Linked DNA regions of Mus musculus: region 2 is linked to region 1. A link is a contact called in public promoter capture Hi-C data. All regions are on one chromosome and are shown on one strand. The core of a region is the stretch at or near the end of the contact, and the rest is flanking DNA. Distances in the headings are between cores, read along the strand shown. Region 1 holds the start of Zfp429 (zinc finger protein 429). Region 2 holds the start of Zfp85 (zinc finger protein 85).

Region 1 (6,166 bases), core at 3,644-6,143:
TCTAAGCCAATCTGGCTACCTGAGAACCACAATTCCCAAGATACTTGCATTTCTTCTGACTTTTTCTGCCCCAGGTCTTTTTCTGGTCTTTCCAGGACCCTCATGTGGTCAATCCCTCCCATCTCACTCACTCTCCCACCCCACCCCCACCGCCATGGCTGGGAGGAAGTCCCTCCCTATTCTTTCCCCTGCTCATTCATTGGCTAATTAGCTAGCTTAATTGACAGAATAGTTGGGGAGCAATGTTTACACAACACTGAGAAAGGAGATTCCTAGAATATTGATTGCAGCCAGATATGGGATTGCAGAAATCAGTGTTTGAATAATACAAGGATAATGTTTACACAGGGTGTAATAACACTATGCCTGCAGAGCGGGATGATGCCGGGAGATGAGCTACGGTCAGACTCGCCTTGAATCTTCCACTTGGCTTTGCCATGAGTACAACAGGATAGATGATCAGTTTGTCCTCCTTTTCCTCCTTTCTACATACCTGGTTATCACAGCTGCTTTGGTTCCTTGTTATCCATTATTATAGGAGTATACCAGCCAAATAAATGAATGTGGTTGGTAACCTTTAAAAAGATAACACATTACATATTTTCAAGAATGGATTTTAATAAAAAAGGGAGTTTATTTATATAGAAATGTCATGTAAACATTAGGTAGAACACAGAGTGTAGCCACCAGCGGCCAAGCGTTACTGGGTTCCAGAAGGGAAAGATGAGGTTTGGGGTGGGAAAGGTCATGAGAGAACTATTGAGTGAAGTCAAGTTCTCTGATCAAGGCCAATGTTTACTTAAGAGTCCGAGCTTGTAAGGCCCCCCCCCCCACACACACACACACCACACCAGGATCTCATTGCTTTGTCAGGATAGTGTCAGGAGAACAGGTTGGGCCTCTCAGTAGTTAGTGGCTTCTTCAAGGAAAGCTGCAGACTTGGCAGGACAAGAGAATTGATCTAGGTCAGAGGACTCCACCTTAGGTGGGCTAGCAACTATGCCATGCAAGGTCTGAGCAGCCTGGGGGAAGGGCACAACAGAGAAATGAATAACACATTGAAAAGGAGGGGTCACACCCTCAAGCTTTAAAGCCCATCCTCTTCAGTAACACTGAAAGGCTTCTGTGTGGAAATGTTCCATTAAAAAAAAAAAATGGCTAAGAAGTGGCCAGCAAGTCAGTTTGAACAAAGACCAGGTTTGCTATGTGCATGTGACTGAATGTGTTCTTTGTGCTTGGGGGTCTCTGTAGACTTAGTTATCAGTTTCGTCAGTAACATGGAGGCAGATATAATTCAAATGGAAATGACCTCTATGAATATACATTTGTTCTAGAAGAGAATGAGTCTTTCAGAGCTATAATCTGTGGGGGAAGCTTCTCAAGGGACCAGGGCATAAGTGACTAGTGTAGCAGAGACTCACACTCTTAGGAGGAAATAGGATAGAGCAGAGACTCATTGTCAGGACTTAATAGTTTAGCAGCAAAAGACCCCCGTTTCAGGGAGACCCTCCCTCAAGTCCCAGGATGAGCTGACGCCCCAATAACTTGAGAGAAACCGTTCTTGATGCAATACCTCATGAGGTTTATTCGGGAATCAGCATGCTGAGGTTGAGCTCATTACCTGCACAGGGGCAGAGGAGATCGACCCCAGCAGAGGGTTTTTAAAGAGTAAACCACACAGTGAGGGGATGTTAAGACCACAAAGAATGGGGAAGCTGTCTACAAAGTGAGTTCCAGGACAGCCAAGGCTATACAGAGAAACCCTGTCTCAAAAAACAAAATAAACAAACAAAAAGAATGGGGAGCTGAGTAAACAATGTAAGAATGGGGATGGTGAATTACAGCTCATCTCTCACAGAAGGGTTACAGGCTAGCTTGGGCAAACATTCTTTTTTTTTTTTTTTTTTTAAGATTTATTTATTTTTATCATATGTAAGTACACTGCAGCTGTCCTCAGACACCCCAGAAGAGGGAGTCAGATCTTGTCACGGGTGGTTGTGAGCCACCATGTGGTTGCTGGGATCCGAACTCTGGACCTTCGGAAGAGCAGTCGGGTGCTCCTACCCACTGAGCCATCTCACCAGCCCGGCAAACATTCTTGATCCCTTACAATATTTGGACAGGCGCCTGAGTGGGTCACCCAGTGGTCATCGTTCTCTCAGGCTGAAGGCAAAAGAACAAAGAACTCCATGCTGGGCTTCATTTCTAGGGAGTCTAAGAAACACATTGAATTGGGGTCTTACAGCAGAGACACCTACTTTTAGGAATAAATAGTGTAGGACACACATAGCATGTCAGGAGTACATAGTTTAACAGACTCAGACTCTCAGGTGGCATTGCTCATTTCTCAGTCTTTAAAACATTAAGCCCTATTATATAAAGTATTGAAAAAAATTTAAATCACATTACAATTACACAAAACAAAACCTGAAGATTGCAGAGCACATGACCTTCTGCACAGTTCGGATGGACATTCAGAATAGAATCTAATGCATTCACATTTGATTAAGACAGTCTCCACTGACTATCTTTTATGCGTTTATATACCATGAAAACCAAAATCCACCATGGACATGAAGATTGATAATCAGTTATCTTATTTCCTCTTGACAACCAATGTTCATTACCTTCTTTAAATCTTTCCTCGTGCCCTAATAGTTAACCTTTATTATTCTCTTTTCTAAATGACATACTTATTCTAAATACATTTTAAATGTGGACAGATTTTAGTGATCCCTAGCTAGATCCCAAATGAATCCAATAGAGAATTTAAGGTTTATGTGATAAGCTTTATAACACAATAACTGGGCAGTTAATCTATTCGAATCCTCTAAGGTAATCTGGCTACCTCCCTGCCCAAAAACCCTGAGATACTTGTATTTTAGTTTTGATGTTGCTCTCTGGGATTCAGGTGTTTTTCCATGATGTCTCTCCTGGACTGCTTCCTCCTGGCCTGTCCTCTATTCTTCCTTTGTCTAACAGAAGTCCCGCCCTATTCTCTCTTTTGCCTAACCATTGGCTGATCAGCTTTTATTAACAAGTCAGATAATAAGTGGGGAATAATGTTTGCACACACTTGAGAGGGGAGATACTTAAAATAAGCACTACAATGTCATGTCTGGATTACAACCATATATGGGGGCTGAGAAATCAGGATTTGAATAATACAAGGATAATCTTTACACAGCGTACAATAACATTATGCCTGCAATATACTGTACCCACATGAAAATTTCTTCACATATATACATATAGTACTGTCTAGATTAAACACCTAGAAGAACATGCAGTGTTTACCTTTATAAAACTAAGTAATATCAATATCATACATACTATGTCAGTCCATTTCTTAGTAAAATTTGTGATTACAGTATCTTAGATCCAAAGAGCATCTCTCTCTCTCTCTCTCTCTCTCTCTGTAATAAATATTTATATTTACCAAATTGTTTTCCATTAATATTTTCATGGATATCTATGTTGATTCTGGTTGTTTACTGTTGGGAATAAAGAGCAATAAACATGGGGGCACAAATACACCTACATACAGCAAATTATCAGGTTCTCTGAGTATAACCACAGGATTGAATTAGTAGTGAGAGTGCAGAGACTGGTTCCATTCGGTTGAGGTCATTATGGGAATTAATCTGTAAGGTTCCAGTGTTTATTTCAGCACCCATAGTCTATGCTTCTGTACTCTTAGAGGCTACTTTGGGTCTGTGTTCCACAGTGGAGTAGACTCCACTGCAGCTGATGTTTTAGTACCTGCCTTTAGTTCACAGGATCTAAGGAATGGCCAAGGCATTGACTCCATGTGATCCCCTGGCTGTTTTGTGAGCAGTCCCATGTACACTGATTTCTGAGGGCTCTCAGAAAGAAATCCTAGTTGCAGGTGAGGGTGGATACCAATTTAAAATGTTTGTGCTCTGTATACTCTTGTTTCTACAGTACAACTCAAAGCCTTTGCATTTATGTCTCAACTACATACAACAAGTTGGAGAAATGACTGGATGTGTGACCTGCTTTTATTACAGACACCTTTCTACCAACAGATCAACAGTAGTAGTCTCTGTTGGACATAGGTAGCCTGTTAGCTGGTTTTAATCAATGCCTCCTTGGGCTGCTTGTTGATCTCCTTTCCAATGTCTGAGAGTCTGGGGCATTAACTCGGGACAAGAGATTTAGAGGAATGTTAGATAGACACTTGCTTGGGTGTGGCTTGGGAATGTCAAATTTTATCTTCAGAGTCAACCTCCTTGGCCTGCTCAAACAGCATGTGTTCCTGTATATGTAATATTAGCAATGCCCTGGAGGAATTATTTCTATATATTCGAAAAGTAGAAACACAAACAACAGTATACAAGTTTGTTGGGGCAGAAACCAAGCCAGCTTTGTACCGCAAGTCCATTTGTCAAAAGTTACTGAGGAGCTAGGAGCATAGTCAGGCACACCAAGGTTGGTTTCAAACATCCTTTTATAAAGTTACGTTTCCTTCCCACGTAGGTTAGTGTATTGCTTTGTTATTTTAACGAACTACTAAGTCAACGTTTTTTGTTTTTTTGTTTTTTTCAAGAAGTAGTAATATTAAACTTACAACTAGAAATGACTTGTAAGCCATATGTTTCTGTCAAAGGCTCGACTCATATCCGTACATCTCCGATGTGGTTCTGGGGTCCGAAACCAAATGGGGTCGCATTACCCATAGCTTTTCTGCAGAAAAGGCTTCCTCCTTCAACCTTCTACTTTGTGTTACCATCCACGTACCTCTCCAAACAGTAGAAGTCACCCACCCTGGGTTCTGGGATTTCCTTCGCACAGACTTCTGGGAGATGTAGTCCGCACCGCTGTGACCACTGGGAGCCTTCCAGGAAATCCCCTTCTGACTTCAGGTTTGTACTTGTGCCTCTTCCTCAAAGTTGGGCGGAAATCCTATGCGGCTATCTATTCCAGTTGTCTCTGACAAGAAGGTTGGTCCAGTCAGCAGCGTTGCTTGGGGCTCTGTGCGGGGTCTGTGTCAGGGAGGTTGGTTCAAGGAAGCAGCATAGACTGGGGTGGGTGCCAGAGCAGGGCTCTGTCTTGGAGGGAGCGCTTCTGGGCTGGGTGGGAGGGCGGAAGCAGCTGCCAGGACTTGCTGTGCTGAACTGGCTGGGACCGCTGAGGCTGCAGTTTTGGAGTGAGGGGACTGGCCTTTTGGGATTGTGTCCTGAGTGAAGGTTTCCTTTAGAACACCGAGAGCAGCCCGAGTCTGCCTTGGTTCTCTGGTACACTGGAGCAGCTTGGTAGTGGGGGACTAGATTGCAAACTAATGGTGATGAGCTGACTACCTGCTCCTGAGAGAGTGCCAGAGCCCACAGACCTGCATTGCTGGAAACGCGCATTCCTGGCTGCCCCCATCTCACCTGGATGCTGCCAGAGTCCTTTGTGTCTTTAGAGTAAAAGGGTTTCTGGTCCCCGTGTACTCTGTAGCCAGCTTATAGCAATGGCCTTGAGGTCTGACTGTGTTCACTTTTCTCTGCCAGTAAAGAATTAAGAGAGGAAAAATCCGAGGTACTACAGGTGTCGTTTAGGGGAATTCTGGGACACTGCCAACAGATCTGCCTGAATGCACTGAAAATCTTGGACTAGGGTTGAAGAAACGCATGGAGTGGATACACTGGCAGGAATGTCTACAAGGCAGAGTGGGATCGAGACGAGCTCACATCATGTTTCACCTTGAGGGCTGTATTTTCTAAACTTTTGAAAGGACCTCCATCCCTACTTTACAGTTGAGAGTTTTAAAAAAAGAGATAATGTCCGCTTGGCCCACAATGGTTCCGGTCAACATGACATTATCAGGGCTTGGACTTGTTGAAGAAGTTTATGAACATTGTGTATATTTCTGCCAGTGTTTCTGTTATCTTGTAGCTTTGCTGCCCATGGTAATATGAGGTATAAAAGGGCGGTGAATAATAAACTTGAGGCTGCTGTGGTATTGACCAGCAGTCCTCCCAAGTCTATTTCTTGGCTCTGCATCTTTTTTCGGCCTCTCCTGTCTTTAATCCTCACTCCACACTCAGAGACTCTTTGACACTTGGCACAACCTAGGAGTTGCTGCTTCATGATCTGTGTTGTATGTATTTTAAGCACTGTGTAGTATAGACAGGCTGGTAGGGAATGGGGAGTCTGTATT
Region 2 (6,092 bases), core at 2,744-5,243, 360 kb before region 1:
AGGGCTACTCAGAGAAACCCTGTCTCAAAAAAAAAAAAGACTGGTCAGGACAACTGTCCTGTTTCCTTTTTCATTCATTCCCAAGATCACACAGTAACATCAACATTACAATATAAAACATTTCATAAACTTAAAAGTCCTATAGTTGGGGACGAAGAGATGGCTCAATGATTAAGAGCAGTGGCTGCTCTTCCTGAAGGCATGGGATCAATTCACAGTACCCACATTACAACTCACAATGGTAATTCCAGTTCCAGGGGATGAAACATTCTCACGCAGAAATAACAGAACACTGATGCACATAAAAATAATAATTAAAAGTGTCCAGAGTCTTTACAAAGTCAGACACTTTAACATTCAGAGTCTTTAAAACCCTAAAATCTTTAAATATTTATTCTCTCAACTATGAGCTCCTATAAAATAAAAAAGTAAGTTAAATATGTTTCTTCCTTCAAGAGGGAAGAACCAGGGGCACAGTCACAGTCCTAACAAAGCAAAACCAAACTCCAAAAGTGTAAATAAGTTAATGTCTGATTATCTGGTATTCATTTACAATCTGCAAAAGCTTTATGACACTTCTCAGGCTCCTCCTTTTGCAGCACACACAATTTGTTTCCTAGGCTCAGACAGCTCCACTCCACACCTGCAGCCGTCCTTGGCAGTCGTCCCATAGTATTGGCACTTTGAAACTTCTGGTGCTGTCTGCTGCAACTGAGCTGCACTTTCACCAATAGTATCTCCTTGCCTGTCTTCATGATGTCAAGCCTCAACTTCTCTTCATGACCCCTTCAATCTGAGACTTCAACAGCTACTAAGACTGCACGTTCTCCAATGGCTCTCCTGGCTTCTCACAGTGCCAAGCCTCAGCTGTTCTGCATGGCCTCTTCATGGCTGTAAGACCAGTACCACTTGGGTGACTCTTAAATTACCAAGTGAGGCTGCCAAGCTGTGGTCACAATTTCTGTGTGCTGACTTTCTGGAAGCACTAGATTTCACCTCCATGATGCTGGTCTCTTCTTAATCACTGCTAATTTCTCAGCTCCAGCTAACCAACATTAATTGTCTCAGAAAAACAAAGGTTTTATTTTATCGGTTCTGGTCTCTTGTTAATCACAGGTGATTCTTCAGCTCCAATGGACCTGACGCCACAGGTTCTTAGTGGCCTGGTAGAGTCTTTGTTTCCCTCTGGAATTTCACAAGCCATTATTCTGTAAACTATACTGCTTCCAACATTCTTATCTTCAAATCTCAGAACAGCTCACTGAGCTCTGAATACTCAAGGGCTCTTCTAGGACAAGGTTTCAAAGTCCTTACACACTCCCCCCAACCCCCAGCAATATGGCCGTATCTGTCACAGCAGTACTCTACAGTCCTGGTAGCAACTTCTGTCCTAGGGTTAAAGTTTCTGCGGTGAAGCACTATGTCCAAAAGCAAGTTGGGGAAGAAAGGGTTTATTTGGCTAAAAATTCCATATCACTGTTCATGATCAAAGGAGTCAGGATAGGAACCTCAAGGTTGGAGTAGATGCAGAAGCCATGGAGGAGTGCTCCTGACTGGCTTGCTCAGCATGGCTTACTCAGCCTGTTTTCATATAGAACATGGGACCACTAGCCCAGGGATGACAGCATCTATAAGGATACACCCTCAGAGTTAATCACTAAAACAATGCTCTGCAGCTGGATCTTATGGAGACATTTTCTCAAGGTCCCTTCCTTTTGAGTTAACGTAAGACTAGCCAGCACAGGAGACACCAGACTGTTTGGACTGCTGGGTCTCCCTCCTCCTTAGCTGAAATTCTGTGTTTTTAAGCAAGGCTCCTCTGTTTAGTTATCCAGTCAATGACTCAGAGGCTGAATAAAATCCTAAGAAAGATTCCTAGACTCTCTCTGTTCTGGGCCCTGTGGGGGAGGAGTAGATTCCCCTGTCTTATAGTCCCCACATTGAACCATTCCAGGACCATCAGTGTCTGAAGGGATCCAGCATCTACAGTCCCAAGAATCACTTGGACCTACCTCATCTTCACATAGGAGCGGGATGGATTCTGTCCTGCTTTAACCGAGTCCCACCCCAGTCATCTCCCCTCTTGTGAAAGGATTGTTCGACCCTGAAGGGGGACATAACCCACAGGTTAAAACTCATTGTTTTATAGGATTTGAGAAGACGGTGTGGTCCAGATGAAAGGTGTATCTTCCCAGCTCAAGGTTGGGATCAAAGTCATGTGCCTCCCTATCTCAAAAGACTGGACTAGAAGCGAAACCACTGACTTCAAACCAAGCAGAAAAATCCCTCACAGGGTATCCTCCATTTCCGGAATCCAGTTAATTCCAGAAAGTAGTCAAGTGTCAAGAATAGCAATCACGGGGACAAGAGGGTTTATTTGGTTTACATATCCTGGACTACTGTCCATTGGAGAAAGCCAAGACAGAACCTCAAACAGGGCAGGAATCTGGAAGCAGGAGCAGATGCAAGGCCATGGAGAGGTGTTGCTTACTCAGCCTGATTCTTAGAGAACCCAGGACCCCAGCCCAAGGTTGGCACCACCCACAACATCCTAGGCCCTCCTACATCTATTACTTATTGTGAAGATGAAATGCCCTACAGGCTTGCCCACAGCCCAACCATATAGAGGCTTTTTCTCACTGAGGCTTCCTCCTCTGATGACTTTAGCTTGTGTCAAATTGATATAAAACCCAGCACAATTTCTTTCTGGTGATGAAACAAAAAAAGAACAATCTGATCTTCCCACTCTCTCATCCAAGAAGTAATCTCATTGTGAATCAGTGACCATGGCACGAAAACAAACTCTTTCCTCTCGTGGGGTTTATCGTTGGGTCTCAGATGTTACCAGTACAGGAATACATACACACGAGATAGGGAGTCCCATCACTCCGTGGTGTCAGTCCAGCCCCTTTCTTGCAATGAGTTCATTCTGTATGATCAGGAACATATTTCTGATACCTTTGTATTAAAGGAAGATTCATTCCTGTGTTATGAGATGAGGGAATAGAGTGAACTTCAAGCAAAAAACAAAACAAAACAAAAGAACCTTTAAGTACTTCCACATGAATGGGAGTAATGTAAGGAGTCCAGAAAGAGACTGGAAGTTGAATAGGGCAGATCCGAAGTAATACAGAGAGAAATCTTATGATGAGTGTTGGATAGTGGGTCAGGAGTCAGTTCACACACCATACTGATTCCAAGACCAGTTTTCCTCTAACTGGGAGAGGAGCCAGGAAGAACATTTGGTGGTGAATAGTTGTATGAGATTGTGAAAGAGAATCTGGTGAAGCTCTCTCAAATGTTAAATTGTTTACACGGATATCGGAGGAACGTGTGGACAAGGGGACTAAGGACAGATGAAAATCTCAAAGGGTTTCTGGGACTTATAGGTAAGAGACATCTGTGTTCCCTAGTCCACGCCCCAAACCGTGGATTTCAGTGTACACATCAAATCTGTTCGGTTATTTTTTTTTCCTCTTTGATTTAGTGTCATAATGGGTATTAAACCAAGGCCTCCTTCACTCCAGGCAAGTGCTTCACCAGTGAGTAGCCCCCATCTCTTTTGGTACTGTGTAATTTGGGACATAGACTTGTGATTCTTCTGTCTCAAACCCCAGAGTAGCTGAGATTTCAGAATATTTCCAGGAAACTTGGTTTCAAAAACTATCCTAAAGAGTTTGTGGTGTGCCCTAAAGTAGCTTCTTGCTCCGTTATTTTAAAGTAAAATTGACTCAATGTGATTTTTTTTCTGCCCCCCATAAGATTCTAGGAACCCCTGAGCTTTTTAAGTCACAGCATTGATCAGAGTAAGAAGTAAATCTAATACATATTACCGTTAAAGGCTGGACTCATATTCTCAAAATGCCCTTTGTAAATTTGGGATTTTTAAAAGCAGCCTAATTCCAGTTACATACAATCCATGCGCTTTAAATTCTTTGCCTTCTTTGGTTCCGGGTAGTCCTTCGCGTAGACTTCTGGGAAATGTAGTCTCTCTCTCTCTTTCTGTATGACCCCGCTAGACAGGACTCTGCTCTCTGTGCTTCCGGGTTCTTTTTACGTTTGTGATTCTCCAAACTCTGCGGTGTTCTCAAAGTTGGGACAGTGTGGCTTGTTCTTCGCGCTTAACATGAAGGTTGGTCCCGGGTGCAGCCTAGACTTGCAAATCCAGGAACTCTGCGGGTAGGCGGGTCCGGCGTGCAGGGAGCGGGGGAGGGCTGGGCAGGAGGCGGAGAGAAGCCCATTTGGATGTGCAGTGCAGATCTAGGCTTAGGGGTGGCTTGGCTGACCATGCCAGAGACAGGCTGTGATGAAAGCTCACACAGCACCTTGGCTGGGGAAGCTTGCTGTTACTAGCTTTCACATTGCTGTTGTCAGATCCCTCAGGAAATCTAGAGCAAGTGGGTTTTTCTGAGCCCTCCCATATTCTATGACAGGCCCAGGACTCTTGTTTTGAGTTCGTGTGGCTCATAGTTTCCAGGACAGTGAGTTCTGGCGGGGGAGTTTGGTGTATGGGATGTTCGTCCCGTTTTCTTTGTGATAAATTGTTTTCAGGGCGGCTCACTTTGGATAGGAATCACTCCTTTACCCACTGTGACAGAACCCTCACATTCACACACCTGTATGAGGCAAAAAAAAAAAAAAAAAAAAATTCTCATCGAGGGGGCACTCTGAGCTTTGTACCTTCCCAGCTATCACTGATCCTACAACACTGCAGAGTGGAAAATACTAGAGAATATTACCACATACAATTGCACCAGAGACTGCGATGTCAGAAATTTGGACTCCTTTTGTGAAAGGAGAGATAAGTTGCCCAGGTATTTGTATTGTGTGGAAAGATTGAGAGATGGGGTTGAAGAAATGTGGCTCACTAAAGGTCTTGTGATTGTATACAACAGTCTGCTCCCCATGGCATTTGTATACAGCCAGCTGCTCACCCCGTGCTTTGTATACAGCCTTTGCTCACTCTGTCCTTTGTGCTGTTTTTGCCACACTTCAGTCAAATTGATTTGTGTGCTGGAGACTGACTTACAGCATTCAAATCTATACCTAAGAAGCATGGGCTTTAAACTACATTATCATAATACCAGTATTTTCTATGTATTATCTAACTATAATTACAATAATATGGACACTTTCTAGTCAATGCCATTAATGTTCAGGAAACTAAGAACATGTCATTTTACATTTTATGGTGTGAAAAGTACATTTTCTTGTACCTTAGATCCCGTTTCTTAGAAGGTAGAGGTGATACAGCAAAATGCTTATATCACAGGTCACACATGCATGCATTTAATATATACATATACACATTTATATTTAATATATTTATCAAACAGACCTATTTAAAAGAAAATGTCAAATTTAAGGTTACGTGTGCTACCTAAGATTATCAAAAATAATTTATTTTTTAAATAGAGGCACTTGTTTCTCTAGCAAAGGAACATTGTTCAGCCCCCACCAGGCACACAGTGGTTCATAATTGTCTATAACTGCAGTTCCAGGGAACCAATAACATCTTCTGGTCTCCAGGGTAACCATGTGGTGCACCATCATACAAGATGGCAACAACATATGCACAAAAATAAAAATAAATGACTTAAAAAGTTAAACATCACGAGGCCTAGAGAGTTAGCTCTGGGGTTGAGAGCTCTTGTGGTTTTTGTCTAAGTTTGCATATAATATATAGTGTATAAGTTTCAGTAAGTATAAAATAATATGATTTCATGAGGTTTGGTATTCGTTTTCCTTATCTCGCCCTTCCTCTCCATCTGTATGGACCTCCTTTCTTCTTGCCAATTGAAACCCCCTCCAGGTTTATTCTACCCTTTCTCCATCTGTGTTGACCTCCCACCATTTTCCCAGTTGACCCCCCTTCCCCGTAGGTTTTCCCTTTCCCACTTCAGATCACCTGTGTCCTGCTACGCATTTCTCATGCCCCTCCCCACATGCTCCCTTTATACTTCCCTGATTTCCATGGTTACTTCATGCTATATTACTCACATCTGAAAATTTGGAGCTAGAAAGAACTGCTGCAGACTGCTCAGGGAACACCCGTGACTTTGCATTGTGCCGTCATCATCAGGAAATCTTTT

The links. Capture Hi-C pulls out chosen DNA fragments and counts their contacts.
Region 2: a promoter capture Hi-C map of liver shows a contact between it and region 1, with 3 times the contacts expected there. The contact joins the promoter of Zfp85 here to the promoter of Zfp429 in region 1. A contact is called at or near these places in 5 of 39 promoter capture datasets (the C10 cell line, hippocampal neurons, liver and 1 more), 1 of 115 datasets of contacts at active chromatin or transcription factors (bone marrow-derived macrophages) and 2 of 9 other capture datasets (adipose tissue and liver).

The regions. Positions count from the first base shown.
Region 1 is chr13:67,398,494-67,404,659 of GRCm38.p6, reverse strand. Zfp429 (zinc finger protein 429) reads left to right here and starts at 4,893. Exons shown (of 4, transcript NM_001080941.1): 1 at 4,893-4,964. The coding sequence starts at 4,929.
Region 2 is chr13:67,753,103-67,759,194 of GRCm38.p6, reverse strand. It overlaps Zfp85 (zinc finger protein 85), which reads left to right and starts at 3,993. Exons shown (of 4, transcript NM_001001130.3): 1 at 3,993-4,132. The coding sequence starts at 4,127. It overlaps Zfp85os (zinc finger protein 85, opposite strand), which reads right to left. Exons shown (of 3, transcript NR_027969.1): 2 at 6,001-6,092; 3 at 2,357-4,616.